Linked DNA regions of Mus musculus: region 2 is linked to region 1. Evidence: chromatin contacts called from public HiChIP or PLAC-seq data. All regions are on one chromosome and are shown on one strand. Each heading gives the region's core, a stretch centred on a gene start, on an enhancer-like site or on the middle of the called end of the contact. The rest is flanking DNA. Distances are from core to core; before and after follow the strand shown. Region 1 overlaps Stau2 (staufen double-stranded RNA binding protein 2). Region 2 holds the start of Ly96 (lymphocyte antigen 96).

Region 1 (5,718 bases), core at 1,540-4,039:
GGAGCCAGAGCTCAGAGTAATGGAACACACACACTATCATGCATACGCAGGCAGCACACATATGCCTTAAGAGCATAGAAAATGATAGTCTGTGTAGCCTGGATTTCTTTTACAGTCACTTGTTCATTTTGTAAAAAATCAGTGAATGCTTCCCCATTTGTTTTCCCTTTTAGGCAGCCTTAAGTGCCTTGAAACAGTTTTCTGAACAAGGACTGGAATCAATTGATGGGGCAGTGAATGTTGAAAAGGGTTCTCTTGAAAAGTGAGTACTTTTGTATCTATACAAAACATGAGACATGATAAGTGTATAGTTTAAAAAACAAAAACAAAAAACCCAGAGAGTAACATCTAAATTTTCCAAAATTCTTCATACCTCAGTTACATACAGATGAATGAAAAGCATATATACAGTCATAATCAACTTTTCTAGAATGGATGTTCTAAGCTGTGAGTTGGCCATTGAGGGACAGTCTTGTGGACTGTAGACAGCTCAGAGCTGACAGGGGACTGTCCTCACTGCACACTGCCAAGCATTCTCTCACCAACTCAGTTTTTGAGAAAAAAAAATTGCACTCACATTTTACAGTGCAACTGGGAGTGCGGAGTGGGCTTGGAAGCAGTCTCCTTCTTCTTCTTCTTCTTCTTCTTCTTCTTCTTCTTCTTCTTCTTCTTCTTCTTCTTCTTCTTCTTCTTCTTCTTCTTCTTTTCTACATTGTTTTTTTTTTTTGTGTGTGTGGGGGGGGGGGGGGACATTAGCACATTCTGCCTCAGAAACAGGAGTGCTAGGGACTCTGCAACAATGCAAATGTAATCATTACTCCTGAACGCTCACTCCCAGGGTTTTGGGAGAGTTGACCATAAGTTGCTAAGAAAGGGACTGAGTTTCAGGCTTCCTTAGAGACCTAATGCATACTAGCAAAGTAGAAAGCCAGTTATATTTACAGTATAGAGTCTAATGTTTTCAAAGCAATAATAATGGCTGGTGTAATCTCAGAGCACACATAGAAGATACCATCAGAATTAAAATTAAAACATAGAGCCTGAGAAGGAAAAAGCAGATGTGTTGATTCTGCAGTTAAATGAACATACCAAAAAAAAAGGGCAAAACAAAACACATTTGGTCATTTATATTAAAAGGTAAGAAGAGCATGAGAAGCGTTTGGTAAACAGGCATGGCATTTTAGGTTGTCTATAGATTGGCAACCATTTATAAGCTAATTTAATCAAAACCATTTCCACATGATCTCATCAGCAGACTATCTGAGCATAAATATTGTTGTTTCACTTTAAAATGTCACTTTTGTGGTGACCTTTGAATCCTGTGTGCCGTCTGCTAATAAACATGTCTGAAGATGCACAGCCCAGACCTCAGCTCTTGTTAATGTATTAATCTTTCAGACAAGCCAAGCATCTGCGGGAGAAAGCAGACAATAACCAGGCGAAGCCGGCCTCCATCTCTCAGGACTGCAAGAAATCAAAGTCGGCCATCTAGCAGCTCCCAGAACCCACGGCTGCCACTGCGTCCGTATAAACCTGTCAGCACGCACGAGGGTGTCTGTGTTCTAGGAAACGAATGACTAATAGCATTATGAGTCTTATGTGAAGACAACACTATTCTAACACAGGAGATAATGTACTTGGTACTGTTTATTCAACTGGGGGAAAATAAAACTTTGAGCATTTCCCTTGGAACTTGAGATCAGATCATAACTCACTTGCCCAGAGGCAGCAGAAATCTGATCCTACTACTGGAGCTTAAAAATAACAATTAATGAAAAGTGTTAGAAACAAGGCTACAGTTTTAAAATGGCTTGGTTCTGTCCTTGCAATTGCTTTGTCGTGGCAAGTGTGTTGTTCTACTCTCTCTTGTTTGAAACAATGCTTGACAATTCAGAAATTAACCACTGATGTGCTGTGGAATGTGATGCTTGTCCTCATATAGTCTCAGTTTCTCTTTTTATGCAGATATTTGTGACCTTCATCTTGCACATACAACCAAATTATTTTAAGGTGCATAGCACAAAGATGTATGCAAACAACTGTTTTAAATCAGGTCTGATAACTGATTTAAATATAAATAATACTAGGAACAAGTAGTTTCCATATATTTCGGAACTTTTAAAAAGACAAAATGAAACAAAACCGAGCAGTTATGGGTTTTGTTCTATAGGATGCCATCAGCCATCGAGGGGGCGTCTTGCCTCTGCCCATCGCTCCAGGAGTCTACGCTGTCGTGGAAATTGTGCCCACCCCCATCTGTGTGTTGTAGCCACTCACTGTTCACATCGAGTGTCTCTAGTAACTGCCTCTGGACTCGGAACAGTGAGTAGGATCAAAATAAATACTGTACATGGTGGGGAATGGAATGCCTGTTGGAGAAGCTTCTAGCCAATCACGCTCTGGACCAGCATGTTGGAATCCAGTGTGGGGCAAATGCAGTAAAGATTTGTTCCGTTTCTGTATGAGTTGTTCCTTCAGTCCCTTCCTCCCGCCTTTTAAAATGTCAGCGTTGTGAAATCTGTGGGGAAGGTCACCACCCAGCCTCACTGTCCTACCCAGTCATGGAATTAAAAGTGACTGTATCTATGAAACTGCAGGTGGCCTCCTGGGCGACTGGGGCCTAAGGAGGGCCTGGTCTGGCCAGCTTGTCACCTCATTGTTCAGGCTTTCTCCTTATTGATTTGCAAACATTGCGAAATGAGAAAATACTGTAAGGTCTAACTACTCGGCCCAACCTGACAATAGGAATAGAATTATGTAAGATTTCACAAGCAAAACCACTACACATCTCGATCTGGCTGACTCACACGCGCGACTGGAGAATAAACAAACAGCGCCATAAGGAAATAACTCCGGGGTTAATGACTCCCATGTGGGGAAGTCCGGCGGTATTGGGAGGGCTTGGTGCCCTTGGAGGAAGTAAGCTTGGTTACATAAGGCTGGGTCCCAGTGAAAAGAACAACACATTTGTAGAGTTGGGGTTCTCAGGGGTGTTTGGGCACAGTCCTGCTGTGTAATCAAGGACACAGGGGCTCCTAACTCATTCCCTTGGCAGGATGTGGGCCCTTGATCAGCAAGGACTTGGCCGCCTGAGGCTTCAGCACCTGGGTGAGGTGAAAGCCCACTTCCTTCAGGGCCTCTGAAGTCATGCACAGTAAACACCGCAATCTTCTACAACAACAGTGAGCTGGGCAGGTCTGTGGGAAGGTGGCAAGCTCAAGGGACACAAAAGTCCTCAGTTCTCACCACTCAGGTATCCGAAGCATTTAACCAGGGCTGTCTGGCCAGCTGAATCATTTCAAAACCCCCAGAGCAGCAGAGATGTCTGGAGACTGGACATTTGCATAAATATTGGTCCCTCATCCAATATCCTGCACCTCTACTTCTAGACCTGCCCAGAAAGGCACTGGTGTAGTTCCTGGAGCAGGGATGCTTCTGTGCAGCTTCTGCTTGCTCTGTCTTTTTTTTTTTTTTTTTCCTCTTTTTTTTCCTGTTGAATTACCAATGCAAATGATGGGTGGCCTACATCCCTGGCAAGGCCCTCTGCAGCGGCTCCGCACAGCCCAACGTTATATATCATTAGAGGGGAAACCATTAAGCAGATTTATTGAAAGGATGTTTCTTCAGCACAAGGAGATCTTTTTGATGAAAAATGGAACTCATTATTCTTTAAAGGACACAGATTGACTTATCTTCTCTATCAATTACAGTGTCTGCTTTCAGCTTGTCTCAATCATCACAGACCTTTGTAGTCACTTCCTAGGGCTGAGGCCAATGTGCTTCATGAAAAAGGTTTGTTTTCACATTTTAATTGGAAATATAATAGTGCATTCTGGAACTCTGACTATCTTTTCCACTACTACTTGCCAAAGATCAGTGGTGAGACACCACCCATCAGGCCATGACAGAAGTTCCTCCCCTTTTCTGGGGTGACCCTTCTAAGAAACTGTCTGGCATCCTTCTCCCCAGAACATATTCTCAGTTATGATCCTTTCTACACCCCCCTCCCCGAAGTTTCAACCAATGTTGTACACCATAGAGTGAAAGTGAGATATCTGAACATTTTAACTTTGGGCCTAGTGAAGATCTAAGTTCTGATCACCAGCACCCATGGAAAAGTTGGGTGGAGTGGCATGCTTCTGACAAACACACACTCACACATACACACACACACACACACACACACACACACACACACACACACAGGAGGCAGAGACAGGCAGAAGAAAACTCTCAGCAGGACAGTCTAGCTAAATTACTGAGTTCCCAGGTTCTGTGAGAGACTTTGTCTCAAACAAATAAAGCAGGAAGCAATTGGAGATGGCACAGCAACCTCTGGCCTCCATGTGCAAATACCCACATGGACACATCACACACAGAGGGGTGTGGGGGTGGGAAGCTTAGCTTATTATCCAGAGTCTCCCAGAATGCCTTGGTGGCTTTGGGAATGTGTCCAGACCTATGTACTGGTGTGTAAATCCTGATGATGTGAGTGAGGACAATAACTGCCCAGAGCTTGCTCTGTATCTTTATTTTCTAGGTTGGCCCTGAGCTCATGAGCCTCTTCCTTGAGCCTTGTTCATGCAGAATTATAGGCTTATGCCACCACACCTATATCTCTAGACATGCACCTTATTTCACATAAATGTCTTCCATTTCTCCCCCATGCACATTTACTAGAGTGAACACTCTTTAACCTTCAATGGACATTGTCTTCTGCCTGAAACAATATTTAATCCAGTAAGTACTCAGTGTAGAAAGTTGGATATTTAATATATCAAGCACTTGGAAAATGTTGACTGGAAGAATAATGGAAACATCTGCCTCAAGAAGATTCCTCTCTGATTCTGTGAGCGGTGACCTGGACAGAGAAGTCGTGCCTGCTTGGATACAGCATCTTGCCTGAGAGAATAAACTAGTTATCTTAACTTGTAACCTTATTGAAGTCATTTAACATCTTCAGCCTTCAGCTTTCCATCTAAAACCTGAGAATGAGAAGATGTAGGAAGGAGCATGCAGAGTTGCTGAGGATGTGCACATGGGGCCTGAGTTGACAACCTAGGAGGTAAAGGCACCTGCTACCAAGCCTGGTGTCCCAAGTTCAATCCTCAGAACCACCAGGTAGAAGGAGAGAACTGACTCCTGAAAGCTGTCCTCTGATCTCTAGTCATGCTCTGACAGATGTGTGTACACATTCGCACCACGAATAAATACATTTGAAAGCAATAAATAACCAAACATAAATGTACACACATATAAAAAGTAAACAGAGCATTTTAGCCCACTAATGGATATTAGAAGAACAACAGTTTATTGACCGACTCTAGGAACCTAGTTTAGACATTGAATGAACCTCCTGTATCTCATTCCCACATGCATAACATGATGACACACCACCACCACCACCACCACCAGAACACTGTAGCTCTAAACTTCTCTCCCATAGTCACTGAAATTCTGTCTCAGATGGTTATGAAATTTTGATCAAACACTTGAAAGGATTCTTCCCACTATAGTTAGGACAGGCAAGTAAAACCAGCAATGGGAGATTTGGTACAAAGCCAGAGGGTGTTTCACAGAACCCAAGGGCAGAAATCCAGATGCCAACTGGAGCCAGGAAGTAGTAGGTTAGGTGGAAACTAGGAAGCTCATCATCTCTCTCAGTTCCCCCTGCTGTCTCCCTAAACCACCGCCTGCTTCCTGTATGCACTCATGGGA
Region 2 (5,718 bases), core at 1,330-3,829, 460 kb before region 1:
CAGGAAATTTCCTTAGGAACATGTCTTTGTTGCATACTTACCCTGCTCCTCTTTGTTGGGGGTATTCTGTGGCAGGGACTTGCCTTATCTAACATTTATGTCTTAACTTCCCAACCAGGATGTCAGCTACCCACATACATGTCTCCTTCTGCCAAGTAGGATGTCGGTTCCCAGGGAGGTCTTGGGAAATTAAACTTTATCTGAAACTTACTCAAAATGGAAATAGGTGCAGGTGTCTCTCATGCTGAAATCTATCCCAGGGTACCTTGTAAAGGCAAATACTAGAAAAGCTTATACCCCTGTTTAGGAAGTGCTGCTGGGTAGTTGGTTCTGTTCCAAGTTTATTGTGGCTAATTATACAAAACAGTTCTAACTAACTTCTATTGTGATTCCTTTCTAAGAACACCAAAGCACAGAACATCCTACTAACAGCAATAACAGCATGTAAGAAAGTTTCCTTATAATATTAGTAACGGCACAGCATGGCAGGCTAGACAGGTAACAGTTACCTAGGCCTGAACATTTTACCTAGTCCTTAACAAAGACAGTTAAATTGTTACTAAAAGAATAAAGCTGAGGGGTTGGAGAGATGGCTCAGCAGTTAAAAGCACTGACTGCTTTTCTAGAAGTCCAGAGTTCAGTTCCCAGCAGCCATGGCTACTATAGCGTCCTTATATACATAAAATAAATAATTCTTTTTTAAAAGGAGTAAAGCAGAATAATATTTATTATATTTTACTAATTAAGCATATGAAGAGTCACCATGTAGTAGGGGGCTCCATGGTTAAGAGCACTGGCAGAGGACCCAGATTCAACTCTTACCAGCCACATCAGGCAGCTCAAAAGAGACTATAATTGCAGTCCCAGAAAATCTGATGCCTTCTTCTGGCTTCTGAGGGCATCAGCATATACACATATATACATCCAGGAAAACACACACACACACACACACACACACACACACACACACACACACACATATATATAATAAGTAAGTAAATAAATAAATTGACAAAGCAGGGGGCCCAAAAGAAGAGGAAAACAGAGGTTAGCAGACTGAGGACCTTCCTAATGCCCCAGAGATGATTAGTTATTAGTCCCAGTCAGAGTGTTTGGGGACAAGCCAGTCCCCCAAAATAACCAATTTGCAATGCAGGAGTTCTCAAAGTACATTTATAAATTCCCTGCTCCACTTTCAGACAACTAGGCTATGATCTTGCTTTTCCTAGAACTGTCATTTTGGAAGGCACCACCTTCCAGCCACGAAGACATTCCTAGAAGGGGCAGAAAATGGACAACTAACGGAGCGAGCAGCAGAAAGAGGAAACAGATTGAAACAGCTCTCAAGCCCTGTACTAGGTTTTCTGGTCCCAGGCATTTGTTAATGACAAGTTGTAATGTGGCCATAGCGTTAACTATGATCCAATGGCACCAGAGTTTAGCTCAGCTGAAAAATATCTGCAACTCTAGCACTGGAGAGGTCGAGGCAACGGGGAGCATGAGTTTGAGGCTAGCATAAGCTATATAGTCAGTTCTAGGCAGCCTGTACTACAGAATAAGGCACTGTCTCAAAAAAATAAGCAAATAACTCAAAAGGCAGAGGCATATGTATCAATCTCTATGAGTTCCCGGCCAGCCAATGTTATATAGTGATACTTTGAAAAAAATAATAAAATAAGCTGGGCGTGGCAACGTATGCCTTTAATTCCAGGAGGTAGAGGCAGGCAGATCTCTATGATTTCCAACCCAGCCTGTCCTATATAGTGAATTCCAGGTAGTTACAGCTATATAGAAAGACCCTGTCTCAAAACAGATTTCAATAGAGTAATAATTACTGCATAAATCTAAAAATCACTATTCGAAATCAAATAAAATCATTATTTGTCAAGTGACTCATACAGTGAATTCTAAAATAACTTTCATTTTGCAAATTAAAAAAAAAGTGAGGCTGAGAATGTCTAAGTATTTTGCTCAAGGTCACACAGTTGGGGAGGAAGAAGGATGCTTCCAAGAGCACTCTAGGACCACAGGCTGGAGCTACAACCCCACCAGGAAGCACTGTGGGTTAGCCTCCTCAAGAGGAACCAGTTTGTGTCGGGGCTGGTACTCAGAAGCAAACTAGAACTAAGAAGAACCTGAAACCGAGCTCCGAGTGGAGAGAGCTTAACCACAAGACAGCAACAGAGGTAAAAAGCAATTCAGAGGTCCTGGGGAAACGCGGGGGGGGGGGGGGGGGTTGGGAGAGGGAAAGGATGATCCGCACCCGGAAGTGGTCGGCATTGCTCCACCCCCACCCCACACCGCAGCGGGCTCACTGCTGGAGCAGCGTTCCTGCCAGCCCTCCAGCTTCAGGTTCAGTGGAAACTTTCTCTCGAAATAGTTGGCGCCGCAGCTCTTTGTTGCCGGGCCACTTACCACAATAACTGTAGGAAATAATTGCATCGGAGGAGTTGCAGAACCACTGTTGCTTCTCAGATTCAGTCAATATGGGAGAAAGCAGCGTCGAAAAGAGAATAAATGGCAACATGATTTAATATCTCCGATACTTTAAACTCGCCAGGAAGACCATCGGACTCGACAGTAAGGAGGACAGATTTAACTTAGTCAGCAGTCATGTGATTTGGAAGCTCCCATCCAACTGCTTCCTCTTTTTATTTGCATGTGTGACTGTGCATTTGTTTTCATATCTGAGCACTTCCTGTAAGGCAAGAGAAGAAAAAAATGACTTAGAATATACTGTTTCTTAATACTCAGTGTAAACTAAAGTATCCAGCACTTTAAAACAGCACATTTTCAGGGAGACAATTAGCTGCCTTACAGGAAACCCTTACTTAAAAGGAAGTCCACTAGCCGTAGTACACACACCCAGTACTTGACAGGCGGATCTCTGTGAGTTCCAGGTTAGCCTTCTCCAGATAGTGAGTTCCAGGACAGCCAGAGCTATAAGGTGAGATCCTGTCTCAAGAAAGAAAGTCCACCGGTATACTACTTTTCTGTGTGCTGGCCACTCCCTCCCACACACTCCTCCTCATACAACGGTTTCTCCTGACCTAGAAAGCTGCATCTAGCTATCTAAGCTGATTTCTCTCCCCTACCCCCTCTCAATTTCTACTCAAGTACAAACAGGTTCAGCCACAAAACAGACAGGCAAGATGACCCCTACACGGGGTCAGTAGCAATTCCCAGCTGGGACCTCACCAGTTTTGAGAATGCACTCAAAAGGAAGGTTGAACTTGAGGCAATAGTGTTGAGTTGGGGGTGGGGTTGGTGCTGGACTCTAGAGCTCTTCCACAGAGTAGCATCTTGAGGTAAAAGTGTGAGTTCCAGTAATTAAAAAAAAAAAAAAAAAAAGAAAGAAAAAGCTGTTTTGTTCTGGCGTGTATTTCATTCAAAGACTACTTTAGAAAAGTGTGCTTCCTTCAGCTGCACGGCTTTTACAGACTCTTACTTTAGGGTTAGCAGCCAAGAAGGCTTACAGCTGTGGCCTACAATCCGGTTCTAGTGGTGACACTCAACTGCTCACTAAGAACTGTTAAGGTAGCAAGGCAATTGTATTTAAAGCAAAACAATAGAAAGATCAGAGCATACTGTGAGAGCAATGGGTCACCTGAGGATACTCCCGGCCACTGGGTGACTGTGAGGGGCCTCTTTTCATCAAGCCTAAAGGAAGGAGGCACTTGAATCAAGGGGCATAGTTTTGATGGTTCTTTATTTTGATCAATAGATTATGTCATTTAATATTTTTCCTACTATATATGCCCATTTCCATAATGGACCCAAATAATAATTATATAATGTATAATTATATACACACCCAAATATGCATTAGCATAATATGGTAAATAGATTCTTCCTTATAGGATGGTTTACCATATTGAGCACATACCCAAATCCAGATCAGGCCAGTTGGGATTGTCCACTCTTCGTACTGTAAATGTTGGAACACATGAGAATAGAAAGTGTCTAAGTCTGATGGTTGTCAGGGGAGACATACCTATCCCATTGTTCAGAGAAGAGATATGATAGCCCCACCCAGGTGGATGTTCCAGATTGCTAGGTGCATTATTTGGGTAGGGGTATTATGCACAGTATAGACAGGTAAAAGGACTAGGCTGCCAGCTGTTATTAGAAAAGCCGGGGGTGGGAGAGTATATATAACCTGATCCAAACAGAGCCCCAAGTTACTAAAATTCCCTGGGCTTACCTGCCTAACTAAAGACAGAAGAAAAAAAATGTTGTGTCAGTAAAAGGATTTAAACACAACTGCATTTTTCTATTTTAACTGGTTCTTTTAATACTTGAGGATGAGGGGCGCATGTGTGGAAGTCAGAGAACAACTTGTAAGAGCTGGTTCCTTTCTACCACATGAGCTGCAGGTATTGTATTCAAGTCATCAGGCTTGGCAACAAGCATTGTTTACTCAGTCAGCCATCTCACAAGGCCAGGCCCTTTTCTGTTCTAGTTTGTTTTCTGAGGCAAGGTCTCACTGAATAGCTCTGGCTGGCCCAGAACTCACCATATAGATGAGGTTGGCTTTGAACTCACAGAGATCCACCCAATTCTGCCTCTTGAGTGCTTGAGTTTGACACAACATACCACTTTCCGTATGCTTTGAAGAAGATGAAGACCTTGGACTGACATGACATGAACTAGAAGGTAGGCAGAAGCCCCAGCTGCCTAGCCGGGAGGATCTGAATTCCATCTCTTGAAACTGTAAAATGGCCAGGCGTGGTGGCGCACGCCTTTAATCCCAGCACTCGGGAGGCAGAGGCAGGTGGATTTCTGAGTTCCAGGACAGCCAGGGCTATACAGAGAGAAACCCTGTCTCAAAAAGACCAAAAAAAAAAAAACTGTAAAATGAGAGAAGCAGCCGGGTGTAGCACATGACTTTAATCTCAGTACTTCGGAGGCAGGATGAATGGATAATAAAAACACAAATACATTATCGAAAGGAAAAGGTAGCCAGGCGTGGTGGCACATGCCTTTAATCCCAGCACTCGGGAGGCAGAGGCAGAGGCAGGTGGATTTCTGAGTTCGAGGACAGCCTGGTCTACAAAGTGAGTTCCAGGACAGCCAGGGCTATAGAGAAACCCTGTCTCGAAAAACCAAAAAAAAGAAGAAGAAGAAGAAGAAGAAGAAGAAGAAGAAGAAGAAGAAGAAGAAGAAGAAGAAGAAGAAGAAGAAGAAGAAGAAGAAGAAGAAGAAAGGAAAAGGTATCAGCTCAGACCAAGTTCTCAACACAAAAGAGATTTATTGGCCCCAGATAAACAGAGGGCAGGAAATAAGAGACAAAGACCACAGACGATGGAGGATGAGGGAGAAGGGGAAGGGAACGAGGGAGTGAAAGGAGGGTATTTGTCTCAGAGGACAAATGACTGCCTCTGGATAGAGGAGTCAGATGTGGCACATTAAAAAAAAAAAATGGCAGTTCATAAAGGTTTAAGGGGAAAACTGTGTTAGGATGAGATGTTTAATGTTAATTGGGCATGTTATAAATTATGTGAGCCAAAGGGGGCTTTTGATTGCTAAACTTCAATGCTTTGATAGCTGGACCTTGGTAGTCAGCCTCAAGAGGAGGAAGTGGCCAAATAAGGGAATAGACCTTGGTGGCTAGCTTAAGGAATGTAATCTGTTGTTGTTGTTGATGATGTGATGATGGTGTGATGTGATGATAATGTGATGATGATGTAATGATGATGTGATGTGATGATGATGATG

What was found. HiChIP or PLAC-seq counts read pairs in DNA pulled down with a chosen protein or histone mark.
Region 2: a contact with region 1 is called in a FOXA1 HiChIP or PLAC-seq map of pancreatic cancer cells. The contact joins the promoter of Ly96 here to the enhancer-like site in region 1. A contact is called at or near these places in 1 of 39 promoter capture datasets (hippocampal neurons), 2 of 115 datasets of contacts at active chromatin or transcription factors (bone marrow-derived dendritic cells and pancreatic cancer cells) and 1 of 9 other capture datasets (liver).

What each region holds. Positions count from the first base shown.
Region 1 is chr1:16,225,547-16,231,264 of GRCm38.p6, reverse strand. It overlaps Stau2 (staufen double-stranded RNA binding protein 2), which reads left to right. Exons shown (of 14, transcript NM_025303.3): 13 at 174-262; 14 at 1,399-2,455. The coding sequence ends at 1,492. Among named protein-coding and RNA genes, the nearest start is that of Gm7568, 25 kb to the left of the region's middle. Within about 2 kb of position 2,789, at least 179 of the 459 cell types and tissues checked have an H3K27ac peak or open chromatin away from gene starts, as enhancers often do. A contact at or near this core is called in hippocampal neurons, liver and pancreatic cancer cells, where this site is marked.
Region 2 is chr1:16,685,317-16,691,034 of GRCm38.p6, reverse strand. It overlaps Ly96 (lymphocyte antigen 96), which reads right to left and starts at 2,579. Exons shown (of 5, transcript NM_016923.2): 1 at 2,416-2,579. The coding sequence starts at 2,527.